Linked DNA regions of Capsicum annuum: region 1 is linked to region 2. A link is a contact called in public Hi-C data. All regions are on one chromosome and are shown on one strand. The core of a region is the stretch at or near the end of the contact, and the rest is flanking DNA. Distances in the headings are between cores, read along the strand shown.

Region 1 (5,455 bases), core at 2,094-4,593, 130 kb after region 2:
TTATCATTTTAATAAAATGACATAATTGATTTAATTTTTTTTTAATAGAAAATCAAACCAATTCAATCTATGTACACCCTTTTTAAGTGTAGTACATGTTAACGTGTTATACAACTAAGCCGATGCTGACCCACTATCCTAGTAAAGCTTGTAGGCCAATTAGAGAGTTTTCCCAATGAAATTTATAATCACCAGCTGGCCGGGCCCTGGTTAAATGACTAGATTGATATTATTAGTCCCACAAAATATTGGAGTTTCACACGCTATGTGCCGGATGCCCTACTCACCACATGTTTGTAACAATTTTGATGCCAGAATTGGTACCAACATTTTAAAACAGGTACCAACATTTTAAAACATAAATGCCTAGTGGTACATTGGCCTAAAAAGTAAGAAGATAAAAGCCTAACACACTTCGATGCTTTTTTATTTAGATCTCCAAATTCTAGTTTCTTATTACGGTCTCGTTTCGTATTACTGTCATATGATTAGCAACGCATAAATGTTTCTCATAAATATGTCAAAGTCATGTGCTGTACATATTGTGTGGTTTTTGCTTTAATAAATAAGGCCATTTGTGGTCATTTATTTTTATTTTTTTTAAAAAAAGAAATTATCAGTTTGGTAATAGTAAATGTGCCAATTTTTATCGTGTATTCTTTCCATTCACTTTTACTCGTCTACAATGAATTTTTACTTTCCTTACAAAAAATAAATCAAAATTTTATTTTACAATAATATCCAAATTAATTTTTGTCTTAAGTTTTGAGAAATAATTTACGAAATAAGCAATTAATTTAAAAAATAACATATAAAAAAAATTTAGACAAATAAAAATGAAATTTATTTTTAATATAGGAGACAATTAAAATACACAGAGAAAATAAGTTCTAAGATGCCTTACAAAGCTTATTTAGGTACTTACAAAGCCCACAAGGGTCTTTTGGTTGGGAACAAACTGTTCCAAGATAATTACTTCGGAATTAGCTATTTTAGAATAGTAAAATAACTTATTTCATTACTATAAATTTAATAGTGAGATAAATAATTTTGAAACTGTGTACCTCCAATCAAATACAAAATAAAATAATTTAATATTTTATCTCAAGTAATTATAACTTACACCTCTCACCAAATGACTTGTAACTTAAGGAGAAAATATTATTCTGACATCCGGTGATTACTACTACTGGTTACTAATATATAGAGATGGGAATCTGAGGAGGTTAAAGTCAGGCCATTAAATTGACCAATTTGTCCTTCACTTTTTGAAAAATTCTTACTACTATTTTACTAATAATTTATACTTACTTTATTTACTAATAATTATATAAAGTGTTATAATTCACAATAATTAACAACTTAAAATTTCTCTCTCTATATATATTCTAATATATAGAAGAGGCTTAGAAGCAGGAGGCGGTCGTCATGCCTGCTTCCTCCTTGATTTTATCATATCACTCCTAATTAATTATTATATGTCATTTAGGTATTAAAAAATTAATAATATTTAACAAAAATATAAAATAGACATTTATGACATGTCTGTTTCAGCCGTTTCAACCGTAATTTTACTAATTTATCTCTAATTAATTACTATAGGTCATTTAAGTATTAATCCGTGATTTTACTATATCACCCCTAATTAATTATTATATGTCATTTAAGTATTAAAAATTAATAATATTTAACAAAAAATAAAATACACATTTATGACATGTCTGCTTCAGTTGCTTCAACCATAATTTTATTATTTCATCCCCAATTAATTACTATAAGTCATTTAAGTATTAACAAAATTAATAATATTTAATAGAAAAGATAAAATAAACAAAAAAAAAATGATAAACAAACTATTGAAGTTTTAAATTAACTTGACATCTTATATAAGGCCTGTCTAAATTTTTTTCACAACTATTTTTTATATTAATTTTGTTATACCACTTCTAATAAATTATTTCCTAATTGATTATTATATATCATTTACGTATTAAAAAATTAATAATATTTGATAAAAAAAATGTAAAATAGACATTCATGGCATGCTTGCTTCAGTTGTTTCAACCGTAATTTTACTATTTTATCCCTAATTAATTATTATGAGTCATCTAAATATTAAAAAAATTATTTAATAAAAAATAAAATAAAAAAAGATAAATTAATTATTGATGTTTTAAATTAACTTGACATATTATATGAGGCCCACTTAAAAAATTTTCACAACTATTTTTATAGTAATTTTATTGTATCACTTCTAATAAGTTATTATGAGTTATTTAAGATATGTCTACTTTGGGGCTTCAATCGTGATATTTGATTGACTCTCGAAATTATATCAGTGTCACTTAAATTGAAATAGAAGAAAAAGTATTATAAATTTCAGTAATTAAAAACTTAAATTATTCTAAAAATATAATAGACTATCAATGCTATAAAACTTTGGACAAGGAGAGTATTATAAATTATAATGGCTAACAATTTAAAATAGTAAATTACAATGTCAAAAAATTATTATATATTACAATAGCTAACAATTTAAAATATCTAAAAAATATTTAAAATATAATTAATTATCAAAAATTTTATTTGTATCATATAAATTGAGACTAAAAAATAATATATATTGGCACGGGCCTTCGATATCTAGTATAAAATTAAAAAAAAATTGATTGCCTCTTAAAATTTCATCTATGCGACATAACATGGTATAGAGCGAGTAACATATACTGTCCAAAATTTATGTAAAAAGTATTAGAATTACATAATTAAATACTTAAAATATTTAAAAATAATACAAAAAATTTGATCAATAATCCAAATTTCACTTATGCCACATAAATTGGAACATATACAAAATTATATAAATAATAATAATAATAAATTACAATAGTTAACCATTTAAAATATTCAAAAATCGTACAAAATTTTTAATTGACTTTCTAAATTTCATCCGTGTCACATAAATTGAGACAAAAAATAGCATATATTGAACTCGTACTCGTATGAAATCTTATATCTAGTTTACAATTAATGAAAAAAAAAAGGAAAAAAATAGACAAAACGACGATTAAGTTTAATTTATTACACAAAAAGAAACCCACTTATTTTTTATGACTCAAATTAGACTTTCGGTCATGTTTCATCACAAATTGGCCACTCATCCACAATAGATAAAAGACATCAAAACACCCCTAAACTTGTCCTTCAACTTACTTTAGCCCTTTAATTAAATTTTTATTTATTTACCCCTTTAACAATTTTAAAGTGAATTAATATACACCCTTCACAGTTCATCCTAGGTCAAGCCTAGGTGTTATTAAACACGTACATTTCTGATTAGTCCATGTCACATATTAAGTTATTTTATATATTCTATCCATTAAATCTGCAAACCTGACACATTATCCAACCCACACTTAACAAATATTCCAATTCCTAAATCAAACATCATTTCTCACTCCACCTTATACCACAAATGTGTGTATAAACAATCACTCTCTATTTTTCATTTTTAGCTCTATCATCTCTAAAAAAAAAAAATCAAATCAAATCTTTAATTCAATCAGTCACTCGAAAAGGAACAAATTTTTATTCTTGGGTTCATAAAATATTAAAATTTTTCTTGAAAATTCAATCAGTAATTGGAGAAAAGAAAAAAAAATTATTTTTGGGTCTGAAAAATCTTAAATTTTTTGTAGTTTGGTCAATAAAATCTTGATTTCTTTTATTGTTGGGTCAGAATAAAAAAAATCTTGAATTTTTGTTGTTGGGTTCAAAAAATCTTAAATTTTTGTTGCTGGATTTGATTTTTTTATTTTTCTCTAAAAGAAAGGAATTGTTGATTCGAAAAACAACAGCCATATTTGATCATTTTACTCTCTGTGTTTTTCTTGTTTTCATCTTCTTTGTTTTCAATTGAAAACAAAGATTATGGTAGTAGAAGAAGATGAGGATATGGATTAAGCTTTATGTTTCGTGATAAAACTTGAGCGGCTTAAGAAAAAAAAAACGATCTTGATTTTTGCAACAATTTCATAGATTGAACAGATTTTGTATGGTTGAAGAAGCAGGAGAGGAGAAAATTAAGGTTCTTGAGGAATTAATTGGGGTTGGATGTGATTTAAAATGTATAAGATCATTCTATATTTTTTAAATAATTTTTGTACTTAAAAAAAATATTTAATACATCAAATTAACTCATTAACGCACCTAGTTAGTGAGTATCAACATGCAGCCAGGATGTGCTGCGAAGGGTGGATTTCAGTTCATTTTAAAGTTGTTAAGGGAGTGAATAAATAGAAATTTAGTTAAGGAGTTAAAGTAAGCTGGGGTGACAAGTCACTGCTAGTATGGCCATTGAACCATCTTTCTTCTTTTGCATGTTTTTTTTTTTTTCTTTTTTGTAGAAAAAGGACTTTTTTTTTTGCATTATTAAAAAATACTTTCTCATTGTTTTTTGTTTTTCTAACTTTTTATGCTGTAGCTTTTTTAAGAAAAAAATTATTGAAATTTTTAATATATTAATAAATATTTATACACCGTTTATACAATATGGAGACAATATATAACTATTTATATAATATCGTTACACGTTTATACACATTTATATAATATCGATATATTACATATACACTATATATCTATTTATAAAATATTGATACATTATATATATGAGACACAAGAGCATGTGCTTACCATAAACTACTTCTTTGTTTCAATTTATGTGATACAAATAAATTTCGGAGAGTCAATCAATTTTTTTGTATGATTTTTAAATATTTTAAGTTGTAATTATTGTGATATATAATACTTTTATATAATTTTTAGACAATATGTTTTACTCTCGTTGTTTCAATTTATGTGGCGTTGATGTAATTTAGAGAATCATCCAAAATTTTAATATAATTTATTAATTTTCATATGGATTTTAAATATTTTAATTTTTTAATTATTGCAATTTATAATACTTTTACCTAATTTTCAGGTAATATATGCTATGTTCTCTGTCTCAATTTATGTGATATTGATGAAATTTAGAGAGTCAATCGAACTCTTTATATATAGCTTTACATATTTTGAGTTGTTAATTATTGTAATTTATAGTACTTTCTACCAATTTTCAAATAATATGTTACTTCTTTCTCAATTTATGTGACTGTGATATATATGGAGAATCAATCAGATTTTTTATATGTCGATAATATTTTAAGTTGTTAATTAATGTGATTTATGATACTTTTACGTCATTTTAAATAATATTTGTTATTTTTTCTATCCCGACATTTAACACTGATAAAATTTTGAAAGTCAACTAACTTTTTTATGTCTTTCAAATATTTTAAACTGTTAATTATTGTAATTTATAACAATTATTATATAAGTATCCTAATACACACTTAAACAATATAAAAGTATATCCCTCCTCCCTCCTAAAATTGATGTGGCAAAAATAATT
Region 2 (5,496 bases), core at 487-2,986:
TTTACCTTCTATACGTCGCCATGCCCTACCATGCAGCCTTAAAGCTTCAAGGAACTTCTTATGTTCTTCCTCTGACCACCTCTCTCTTTGCTTTGAAATGGTGTATGGCTTTCTTATCTGTTTGTATGAAATAGAACATCCAGTCAGATATGAGCTTAACAAGTTAACATAAACTATATTGTTAATTATGGCATTTGGGCAGCGCACCGAACCTTAGGAGCATATTCTTCTGCTGGAGTAACTTGCTCTTCAAGCTGAATGCGAGCTCCCACAGCAAGTGAGATCCTACTTCTGCTGGGAGGTGTAGTGTCCGACTCACTTTGATCCTAAAATTTCAGGAGAGTAAGGAGACATTAGTTACAACCTCATTTATTCTAGGGAGATTTGAAGTTCTTATGACAGATTTTCCATTTGAAGCAGAGCATCCCTACTAATGTAGAATTATGGTTACCCCCAACCCCCCAACCCCCAAAAAAAAAAAACTTAGGTTATCATAATGACTATTGAATTTGTCTACGCTGAAAATATCTTACAGTTGATTGAAACAATTCAGGACTATACCAAAAAACAATTTTTAATTGACTGATGCATCTGAGGTAAAAGGAGAATAATAAATTAACCTGCATAATTCATTCCCAAATTTAGTTCCTTTCAACCCAAAACCAAAACCACAAATCCTCGCAAATCTAGACTAATAAGCTTTTGATTTATAAAAAGTAAAAATTCTAAAGAGTTGCAATTTTTTCTGTCTACTTCAACATCCCCCTAATAAGACTTGCGTTCAATCATAAAATTAATTTAACCTACCATGGCTGGAACATGGTTGACTAATATCCCTGTGCACACATAATGGAGCCATTATGGACAAACATAAGTATAATCTGTTGGAAGTTGGAACAAGCAAAAAACATCTTTTTTAACAATTGAGAGCAAGGCACCTCGAAAAAAATCACAAAAAGTAGCATTCCTTATTTCCTTTTTAAAAAATACGTCCTTTTTTCATTTTTCGTAACTCTTAAATCTCAACTTTTTATTTTTACATGACATTTAAGACCAAAGACATTTTAGTACATTCAATTTATTTTAAATTTAAGACTAAAACATTAAAAATTTCTTTAATTTCTTTAATTACTGTCAAATCTAAAATAGAACAAACAAATTGAAATGGAAGGAGTATCATCTAAAGATTAAATACGTAAGAAAAATAGATAAGATGCATACTGGTATATTCATTTTTGCTGAAACAAACAGTATTCCTTGTTTAGCTAATAAATTCTCTTCAGTGCCCAAACCCAGAAATATCAACGGTCACTTTCAAATTCAGTCAATATTAAGCTCCAAGATCCAAAAAATTCCAAGAAACCACACGATCTAAAATCCCAACACAGAACTGTAGCTCTTCAGACCCTGTTCACTTCAAAATTTTCCCCTTTATAGATCTGAATCTTCATCCTTCTCACCAACAAAACATCAAAATTCTTGAATAAAGGCCACTGATCATAGAGAAACAAAGAAACAACAAGTTCGAAATAAATAAATATGCAACGATTTGTCTAATTCTTAAGAGCGAAACACAGAGTAACGAGAAAGAAGACAGTTGTCCTAAAAGAAGATGAAGGATAAACTAAACAAGTGTGAAGAAAACAAAACAAATATTTGGGAAGTTGAAGAAAAAGGAGAAGCAGAAGAAGGCAGAGAAAAATGGGCAAATGAAAAATAATTTTTTCAGTTTTTTGGGGGTTGAAAAGGGGAGAAGGGAAGTGCTGCCACGTCATGGGGTAAAGTGAAAGTTTCGTTTTCTTTTGGGGGTATTTTTCGAATTTCCGGTAGAACGACCGAGAAATCGATTCAAGTCTTGTGGCTCACATTCAATGACACGTGGAAATTTGACTTCTTTTTTCCCTTTTTCTATTTTTTTTAAATATCGTGTTTTATTTAAGCCAAGATTTTGACGAAAGTGCTAAAATTCCATGTTTTCATACTCGCGAGTAGAACTGGAACCTTGTACTTTCTTCTTTTGTCTACCACGTGTCATCATTTTTGTGGAAAGACACTTTTCGCTTTTTCTGCCATGGTGGGTAAACAGTTTTGACTATTTCATCACTTTTTCAAAATTTGCCCTTTTCAAATGATGCAATCTGACAAGATATTATCCGAACTACTAAGATTTTTTATGGAAATAAAAATATGTTTGAATAATTCTTGTTTTTAAGAAAGTCTTATCTTTTTTCTTTAATAATATCCAAACAAACACCATCTTATGTTTTTTATATATATATTTTCACTTAAAAAAAACTTTATACAGGCGGCATGTCATCTTTTTATATTATACTAGTTACGAATAGCTCGTGCAAGGCACGGCCAAATAAATATTTTAAAAAAAATTATTTTAATCATTATGATTTATAATATTTTTTATATATTTTTTAAAAAAATATAATAAATTTTTTTTTAGATATTTTAAGTTGTTAACTATTGTAATTTATAATATTTTTTTATGTAATTTTCAAATGCTTAGATACCATAATAATTAATTATGAGTGATATAGTAAAGTTATGATTAAAACAGTGTGTAGCAGACATGTCTTAATGACTCACAACAACTAATTAGAAGAGATATAGAAAAATTACTGTAAAAAATACTTGTGCAAAATTTCAAATAGTCATAATGATTAATTAGGAGTGACATAGTAAAATCACGATTGAAACAGAAAAGCAGACATGTCTAATTAGAAGCGATATAACAAAATTATTATACAAAAATATTTGGTGAAGCAGCTGAAGCAGACATGTCATAAATAACTAATTTACTTTTTTATTAAATATTATTAATTTTTTAATACATAAATAAATTTATAAATTTAATTAGAAATGATATAATAAAATTACGAAGGAAGCAGCATATGAAACAGACGGGAGAAGTAGGCATGTTGAAGGAGACCTGCCTGCTTCTTCTACCCCATTCCCTCATAGATATCTACTTTATTTTTTATTAAATATTATTAATTTTGTAATATATAAATAAATTTATAATAATTAATTAGAGGTGATATAATAAAATTAGAGAGAAAACAGCTTATGAAGCAGATAGGAGAATTGACGAAGACCTTCCTGCTTCTCCTAACCCATTCCCTCTTATTGGATAAGATATATTAGATATTAGACCAATGGCAATACAGATGCAACATGCTAAATATAATTTTTTAAAAAATTATCGTGAAAGCAATCAAATAAATTGTCATGATTAAGTATTGATATATTTATATATAATATGAGTGTATTTAAAAATTTAATCATAATTTATATTCTTTGGATAATTTTACTATCTAAAGTTTAGATCTTTCATTAAGTGTTAAGAAAATATATTTATGCATGCAGTAGCGTAAACAATTAAATAGTTTTTAATAATTTAAATTTTTAATTGTTCTGATTTATAATATTTTTTATCTATTCCAACTTAAGTGACACTGATATAATTTCGAGAGTCGAACAAATAACAATTAAAGTAGCAAAGTAGATATGTCTTAAATGACTCATAATAACTAATTAGAAGTGATATAATAAAAGTGCTATAAAAAATATGTGTGAAAATAACTTAAGTGGGCTTCATTTAAAATATCAAGTTAATTTAAAATATGAAGAGTTAATTTATTATTTTATTTTTATTTTATATTTTTTATTAAATATTATTAATTCTTAATACTTAAATGACTTATAATAATTAATTAGGGGTAATATAGTAAAATTACGATTGAAACAGCTGAAGCAGACATGTCATAAGTGTTTATTTTACTTTTTATTAAATATTATTAATTTTGTAATACATAAATAAAATATACTCCCTCCATCCCATTTTGTGTGGCGTCATTTGATCGGGCATGGAGTTTAAGAAATAAGTAAAGACTTGATTTTTTTACCAAATTGTCCTTCATTAAAACAATGTACTATTATTATTTTTAATTAAATGGGACCGATAAAGATAAAAGTATAATTGTATCTTTAAATAGTTATCAAATAGGGAAAGGTGACATTCTTTTTGGGACGGACAAAAAAGGAAATGATGATACATAAAATGGGAAGGAGGGAGTAATAGTTATTAATTAGGGGTGATATAGTAAAACCACGGAGCAAGTGATGGTCGGCAAACATGTCGACCACCAAAACAAAAAAGTTTACGTATTTCATGCTTCATTTATTTGTATCTAATAAAAAATGAAAGTTTGATCATTCACATCTTAGTTCATAACTATGTATTTAATTTTCTATTTGAATCACAATAAGTGTACCACTCTCATACTCTCTTTTTGACAGTGTAATACCCCAAACTTTCTTCAACTCGAGTTTCATCCTTAAGAAGAGTAAGGGCTGACTTCCCAAGTGAAAAATATTATTAAACTATGTAGAATTTCCCTAATATCGACTTTTTTTCATGTGGAGAATTGAATAAGTTTTTCGTCGATACTAAATTCGCCCAAATTCGACACTCGGGCAAAGAGTTAGAGCCATTTTTGTGAGATAGTATACCACCTGATACTTTGACGCATCGCGGAGTCAGCTAAAATGGCAATTGTCAAAATCCAGTAAGCCTCCATGATTCCACCGCGTTGCGGTGTATTTTCAGTTCGCAACCAAGGTGACAACGCGATTTCCACCGCGTCGAGCCATCAAGCAGTTTTCCAATTGTCCAATTTTCAGTAAGCTGGCACGATTATGGCGCGTCGTGCCAGCATGTAAAATTGAGATTTTTTTCAGTTCCGAATTTTAATTCCAAGGGAAAGACGGTTATTTTTCTACCCTTATATATACTCTTTAACATGAGATTTCTCATTATTTCACCCAAATATACTAATTTTCTCTCAATTTTCTTCAAGAACAACCATTAGGGTTCATAGCTCAAGACCCAAGTCATCAAGATTCCTTCGTAAATCTTCCGAGAATCATATAACAAGGTATGTTAGATGTTGATCCTTGGGTTCCTTCCACCTAAGAAGCTCAAGAATCTTTTTCAAAATTTTGAGGTTTACATATTTATGAGATTTCATGATTTATGTGTATTAGAGTTCATGATTTTGTATTGTTGGGTTTTAATTCATGATTTAGACTACCAATTTCAAGAGTTGATTCTAGTATGTGATGAATTGTATGATGATCATGATAAACCCTCTTCAAGTTGCATGATATTGATGTATTCATGATAATTAAGTATAGAATTTGTGGTATAACCAAAGCATGTTCCCCATATGTTTGATAAAATGCTTAAGTAAAGATAATAGTGCCTATTTAGTATGTTAAGCATGAAATCCCCAATTTTGTAATAACTAGTGCATGCCAAGCGTTTGTTGAAATGCCTTAGTGAATGGATTATGATAAGTTGCATGCATTCTTATCCATGTGTATTTCTTATTGAACAACTATGAGATATTAGTATGCATTCCCTATACATTTACATGTGTATGACATTCAAGTGATTGACGAGATATCGTATTGATTATGTTG

What was found. Hi-C and Micro-C count contacts between places; a contact is called where the count stands out from the background.
Region 1: a Hi-C map of leaf shows a contact between it and region 2, with 2.3 times the contacts expected there. The contact joins the enhancer-like site here to the promoter of LOC107857552 in region 2. A contact is called at or near these places in 2 of 5 Hi-C or Micro-C datasets (leaf and placenta).

The regions. Positions count from the first base shown.
Region 1 is chr2:44,396,763-44,402,217 of UCD10Xv1.1, forward strand. No RefSeq gene overlaps it. Among protein-coding and RNA genes, the nearest start is that of LOC107857552, 130 kb to the left of the region's middle. Within about 2 kb of position 3,344, at least 5 of the 5 cell types and tissues checked have an H3K27ac peak or open chromatin away from gene starts, as enhancers often do. A contact at or near this core is called in leaf, where this site is marked.
Region 2 is chr2:44,263,676-44,269,171 of UCD10Xv1.1, forward strand. LOC107857552 (protein REVEILLE 1) reads right to left here and starts at 1,737. Exons shown (of 6, transcript XM_016702347.2): 1 at 1,222-1,737; 2 at 213-326; 3 at 6-117. The coding sequence starts at 1,233.